Linked DNA regions of Sus scrofa: region 1 is linked to region 2. Evidence: chromatin contacts called from public Hi-C data. All regions are on one chromosome and are shown on one strand. The core of a region is the stretch at or near the end of the contact, and the rest is flanking DNA. Distances in the headings are between cores, read along the strand shown.

Region 1 (2,700 bases), core at 19-2,518, 73 kb before region 2:
CCACATTACAGAGGAAATATCCACCCAAGGTCACACAGCAACTAAGCATGGAGCAGAGATTTTGAGCTTCACTGTGTCTCCAGTTCTCGTCCCCCCTCTGGGCTTCAGGTTGCCCATCCTGAAAATAAAAAATGTGCTAAGAAGGACACCACGTCACATTGGTGGTCTTCCTACCAAAAGTCCATAATCTAAATCAAATCATGGGGAAACACCAGATAAACCCAAACTGAGGGACGTTCGACAAGACAAATGGCCTAAACTCTAAAAATGCCAAAGAGGGGGGTTCCCGTTGTGGTGCAGCGGAAACGAATCTGACTAGGAACCATGAGGTTGCGGATTCGATCCCTGGCCTCACTCAGCAGGTTAAGCCTCTGGTGTTGCCGTGAGCTGTGGTGTAGGTTGAATGGGCGGCTCGGATCCGGCGTTGCTGTGGATGTGGTGTAGGCTGGCAGCTACAGCTCTGATTGGACCCCCTAGCCTGGGAAACTCCATATGTTGCGGGTGGGTCTCTAAAAAGCAAAAAATAAAAAAATTTTTTAAATGCCAATGAGGAGTTCCCACTGTGGCTCAGTGGGTTAAGGACCCGATGTGGTCTCTGTGAGGATAAGACGTCGATCCCCGGCCTCGCTCAGGATCTAGCATTGCCGCAAGCCTCAGAGTAGGTTGCAAATGTGGCTGAGATCTGCTGTTGCTATGGCTGTGGCATAGGCCAGCAGCTGCAGCGCCAATTCAATCCCTAGCCCGGGAACTTCCACATGGCACAGGTGCAAGCCTAAAAAGAAAAAAAAGAAAAAAACAAAGCCAATGCATGAAAGACAAGGAAAAGCTGTGGAACATTCCAGAATAAAGGAGACCAAAGAGACAGGATAACAGAATGCAATATCTGGACTGGATCCTGAATTGGGGTAGGAAGGGGGATACTGCTGTAAAGGAGACTATTGAGATAACTGGTGACATTTGAACATGAGCTTTATACCTGATTTTGATCTACCAATGCTGGATGCCTGAAAACTTGTTACGTAAGAGATGTCCTTGCTGGAGAAGAAACATGCTGAGATATTTAGAGGTAAAAGATCAAAATGCCTGCAACTAACTAGCAGGTGGTTCAGCAAAAGAAAATAATAAGAAGACTGTGTATACATAGACATAAAGCAATGATACAAAAACACATGTGAAAATAATCGCACCTCCAGGGTTCTGAGAGCTCAGGAAGGAGAGGACCGCTTTTTTCAAACAAGGAATCTATGTAAATCCACGGTCTGCCACCAGGGGGCACTGCCTCCTTGCCCACCCCAGGGCTGTGGGATTTCAGCCAGGCCCCAGGGAGGGGAGAGTAGAGGACTTGGGGGCCCCTGTTCCCACGTGGGCTTATGGGAGGTAGGGGCTGCCCCCACCCCAGCCCCACGGAGGGGCTGATCTGGCTTCCCGCCCCGCCAGCTATTCGCAGAGGTGTATTTGGGGTCCAGGCTGGGGCACAGCTCAACCCCACTCTCAGCCTTCACCCCAGCTGTCTCCAGGCCCCTGTGGCTGTCCTTCTCTGGAAGAGACACTGGGGACTTTTTTGGCCTATGATGTCATGGCTTTACAAGCACCCAGAAAATGGGTCAGTGCAACACTCACAGGTGGTAGAAGGAGCAACAGCAGTGACTGACCCTAAGGGCCCTGTGTGACCTCATTACACAGAAATCTTCCTCGGGGAGGGGCGAGGCCTGCTCAGGAGCACACCTCGTGGTGATGTCAGGCTCTGAGTCCAGGTCAGCTGACTTGAGCACACCAGGACTGCATCAAGCACCTACTGCATCAAGCCAGAGAGCAGGGCACCAGAATGCCCTCCAGGGAGGGAGACAACCCCATCTTCCCAGAGTGTTCCCAGCCCATACGCTAGAGAGGACTGGAATCCGGACCCTGTGGTTTGACTTTGCAGCGCTGTCTGTGGTCCCCCAAGGCTGGCGCAGTCTCACGCCTCTGGGCTCAGCCCTCACCCCCAGCCCCATTCATGCCATCCCTCGGCCATCTCCCCATCTGCCCTGCTGCCTCCCAACCCCACCATCCCATCACCCACGACCCACTCACACGGCCCTTCACCCACAGCAGCGCCTGGCAAAGGCAGCAGCCGCCACCTCTGAATTGTTCTGGCCCCACCAAATTCCCACCAGCCAAAGGACCCAGACCCCTGATGCCCTCTCAGCTCCTGCTGCCCCTGCGGAGAGGGAAGAGACAGCTGGGCCATACTCTGATCCCGGCCTTGGAGGGAGGGGGGGTCAGAAAGGCGAGAGTGGGAGGGGGAAGCCCAAGGCCTGGGAGGGGGGCTTTTGGGTGGGGTTCCCCAGCAGGTTTGAGGCAGAGCGAGGTGTCCACAGGATGATGAGTTGTGTAACCAGGGGCCCGTGGCCCAGCCTTAGTAGCATCAACATAGAGAGTGGCCTGAAACCTTCCCATTTCTAGGCCTATTTTCAGGTTGGTTTGGTTTTCCCTACAAAACTGGTGAATTTCACTTTTAAAAACCCCCACCTGGTCACAGCTGCAGAGACTGAACACGAACCACACCTGCGGGAGCCGAGAGTTTAGAGCCGGGTCAAGGGGTGGGGGGTGGGCAGGTGTCAGCAAAATACCCAAAGGGACCAAAGCCGAGAGGTGCGCCCCCCCCCCGCCCCACCCCACGCCATGGGCTCCCCTCTTCTCTCACTCAGGGTGAGGCGC
Region 2 (2,700 bases), core at 171-2,670:
CCCCTCTCTTGTGATAGAACATGATGGAAGGTAATATGAGAAAAAGAATGTAGAGATATGTATGACTGGGACAGTTTGCTGTACAGCAGAAATTGACAAAACATTGTAAATCAACTATGCTTTAATAAAATTTTTTAATTAAAAAAAAAATACATGCACAGCAATGTTATACATTCTTCAGGATTTATATTAAAAATGTATATTTTTGGCCACTCCTGTTGCATGTGGAAGTTCCCAGGCCAAAGACCAAACCTGCGCCACAGCAGTGACAACTGGATCTTTAACCCGCTGCTGCCAGAGAACTCCAAAAAATACTCCCCTGCAGCATATGGAGTTCCCAGGCCCGGGATCAGATCCTAGCCGAGGTCGTGCTCTAAGCTGCAGCTGCGGCAACTCAGGAACCTGCGTCCCAGTGCTCTGGAGATGCCACCAATCCCACTGAGCCACGGTAGGAACTCCACCAAAAAATCCTTTTTTAAATGGATGATAGGACCATCCACCAAATTCATGACGGTGGTGGGACACTGGGACGGTGCTGAAGAATCAAAGGGTATTCAAGGTTTTTTGTTTTAACTTAAAAATATTAAGCAAATATATCAATTCTTTTTTTTTTTTTTTTGGTTGCCTGCGGCATATGGAGTTCCTGGGCCAGGGATCAGATCTGAGTCACAGTTGCAACCTACAGTGCATCTGTGGCAACGCCAGATCCTTAACCCACTGTGCTGGGCCAGGGTTGAACCCAAGTCCTCATGGACACTAGTTGGGTTTGTTACTGCTGAGCCACAATGGGAACTCCAGGTCCGGGGTTCTTACCGCTGCTCCTGTGCAGCGATGTGCAAAGAGTCCATGATGAGGCGAACTGCCTCTGCGATCTGCTTGGCCCGGACGGTGTGCTGCTCAAATTTGGTCTTCACAGCAGACTGGGAGATGCATTCCTGGAACAGACAAGAGGTGCCAAGGGAGGCAGAGGCCACCAGCCGAGGGCCAGGGTCTGGCAGTCACTGCCGGGACACAGCTGGCGAGAGCTGGGGAGGCACAGACTCTCGAGATGCCAGGATCAAAGGCCACGCTCACCTCAAATCTCCTTTCAAAATTCTGAAACTCAAACATCCTCACTTGAAAGCCTTCTGCAAGAGCGCCCCCTAGGAGAATTGCACCACATTAGTCCAGAAGTGCTTCCATGCCCCAGACTGCCTCGTTAGAGCCTGTGGACTGTCTTACTTGGGGCCCCGGAAGGAACGGAAGCTGGGGCCCCAAGTGATGAAGTGATGAAAGTGATGTGATGAAACCCCTCAAAAGCAGAAGTGGTGAAACCTCCCAAAAGCTGAGGCGACTTGGCTGAACCCTAGCTGGGGAGTAGACAGCTCCTTACCCCGGGCTCTTCTCAGAACTATTTCTACCAGCTGACTTAGCAGGAGACCGAAGGTCTCACATGTCAGGGAAGAGGAAAAGCAAGACTCCTGTTGCTAGGTCACCTCCTTCGGGCATGCCCTGGGCCTTCTGGATCCTGGCGTTGAGTGCCTCCTTGGCAGACACGAAGAAGATGCGGTCCCCGGCCTGGCCTCGATCCACCACGCCCAGCTCATCCACCAGGAAGCTGGTACAGCGCTCCATGTGCTGCCGCCGCACCTGGAGCCCAAGTGGATGGGGTTATGTGAACAGGTGGGGTACAGCAGGTGCTTTGTGACGGAGCCTACAGTCCTCCACTGCCTCTTTTCTTAAAAAAACCCCAGGTAATCCATTCACTCAGCTCCAGATTCAAAAAGTACAAACACATGCAGCCTCCGTCTATCACCATCTGTCCTCCAGCCCAGGCTCCCCAAAACCCATGTCACGGGGGTCCTTGGCAGACACCTGAAGCATTTCAGTGTAGAAACAAGCAGAAGTGCTTACATGCCCCAGACTGCCTTGTTAGAGCCTGTGGACTGTCCCACTTGGGGCCCCAGAAGGAAAGGAAGCTGGGGTTCGGGATACCCACTCCTGGACTCTGTACTAAAAGCCCAGTCCTCCCCAGGCCTCGTTTTTAAAATGAGTGAGTGCCTCCTGAAAATCCCTGCTGGCTCTGTAGCTTGAGGGCTCTACTGCTGAAACTTTTTTTTTTTTTTTTTTTTTTGCCTTTTCTAGGGCTGCTTCCCTTGGCATATGGAAGTTCCCAGGCTAGGGGTCAAATCGGAGCTGTTGCTGCCGGCCTACACCACAACCACAGCAATGCCAGACCCGAGCCACGTCTTCGACCTGCACCACAGCTCACGACAACCCACTGAGCGAGGCCAGGGATCAAACCTGCAACCTCACGGTTCCTAGTTGGATTCGTTTCCGCTGAGCCATGACGGTAACTCCTCCTTGCTCCTTCCTGAAGCTCCTCTCCTGGGTGTCTTTCTAAAGCTAAGCCTGTTCTGTGATTAATTCTTTATGAACGAAAGAGTGCACTGGCCCCAAGCAAGGGTACAGCTCATGTGAAAGGTGCTTCTCCCCCCCCCCGGGGACCAAAGCCTTCTGAAGCACAGAGGGGTCTGGAAAGTGACCCAGGCAAAGGGAGGGCTATTTCCAAAGCATCAGATGTGACCGCGGGGAACAAGTGGGACATCTCTGGGGATGGAATTCATGCTGGCACGTGGCCGGGGGAGGACACCAAAAGGCTCAGGGAGACACGCAGGGCGGCGCCCCCGCTGCCGAGCAGAGGCACCCACCTCCTCCATG

What was found. A called contact is a pair of places that touch in the nucleus more often than the background predicts.
Region 1: a Hi-C map of retroperitoneal adipose tissue shows a contact between it and region 2, with 3 times the contacts expected there. The contact joins two enhancer-like sites. A contact is called at or near these places in 1 of 5 promoter capture datasets (liver), 19 of 47 Hi-C or Micro-C datasets (alveolar macrophages, blood, brain and 9 more) and 2 of 2 datasets of contacts at active chromatin or transcription factors (alveolar macrophages and skeletal muscle).

Annotation. Positions count from the first base shown.
Region 1 is chr6:72,116,374-72,119,073 of Sscrofa11.1, reverse strand. All of the region lies in intron 1 of TNFRSF8 (tumor necrosis factor receptor superfamily member 8), which reads right to left. Among named protein-coding and RNA genes, the nearest start is that of TNFRSF8, 14 kb to the right of the region's middle. Within about 2 kb of position 1,268, at least 19 of the 83 cell types and tissues checked have an H3K27ac peak or open chromatin away from gene starts, as enhancers often do. A contact at or near this core is called in retroperitoneal adipose tissue and skeletal muscle, where this site is marked.
Region 2 is chr6:72,043,576-72,046,275 of Sscrofa11.1, reverse strand. MFN2 (mitofusin-2) reads right to left here. Exons shown (of 19, transcript XM_021095349.1): 8 at 2,691-2,700; 9 at 1,476-1,629; 10 at 1,075-1,142; 11 at 814-935. Among named protein-coding and RNA genes, the nearest start is that of MFN2, 18 kb to the right of the region's middle. Within about 2 kb of position 1,420, at least 13 of the 83 cell types and tissues checked have an H3K27ac peak or open chromatin away from gene starts, as enhancers often do. A contact at or near this core is called in retroperitoneal adipose tissue and skeletal muscle, where this site is marked.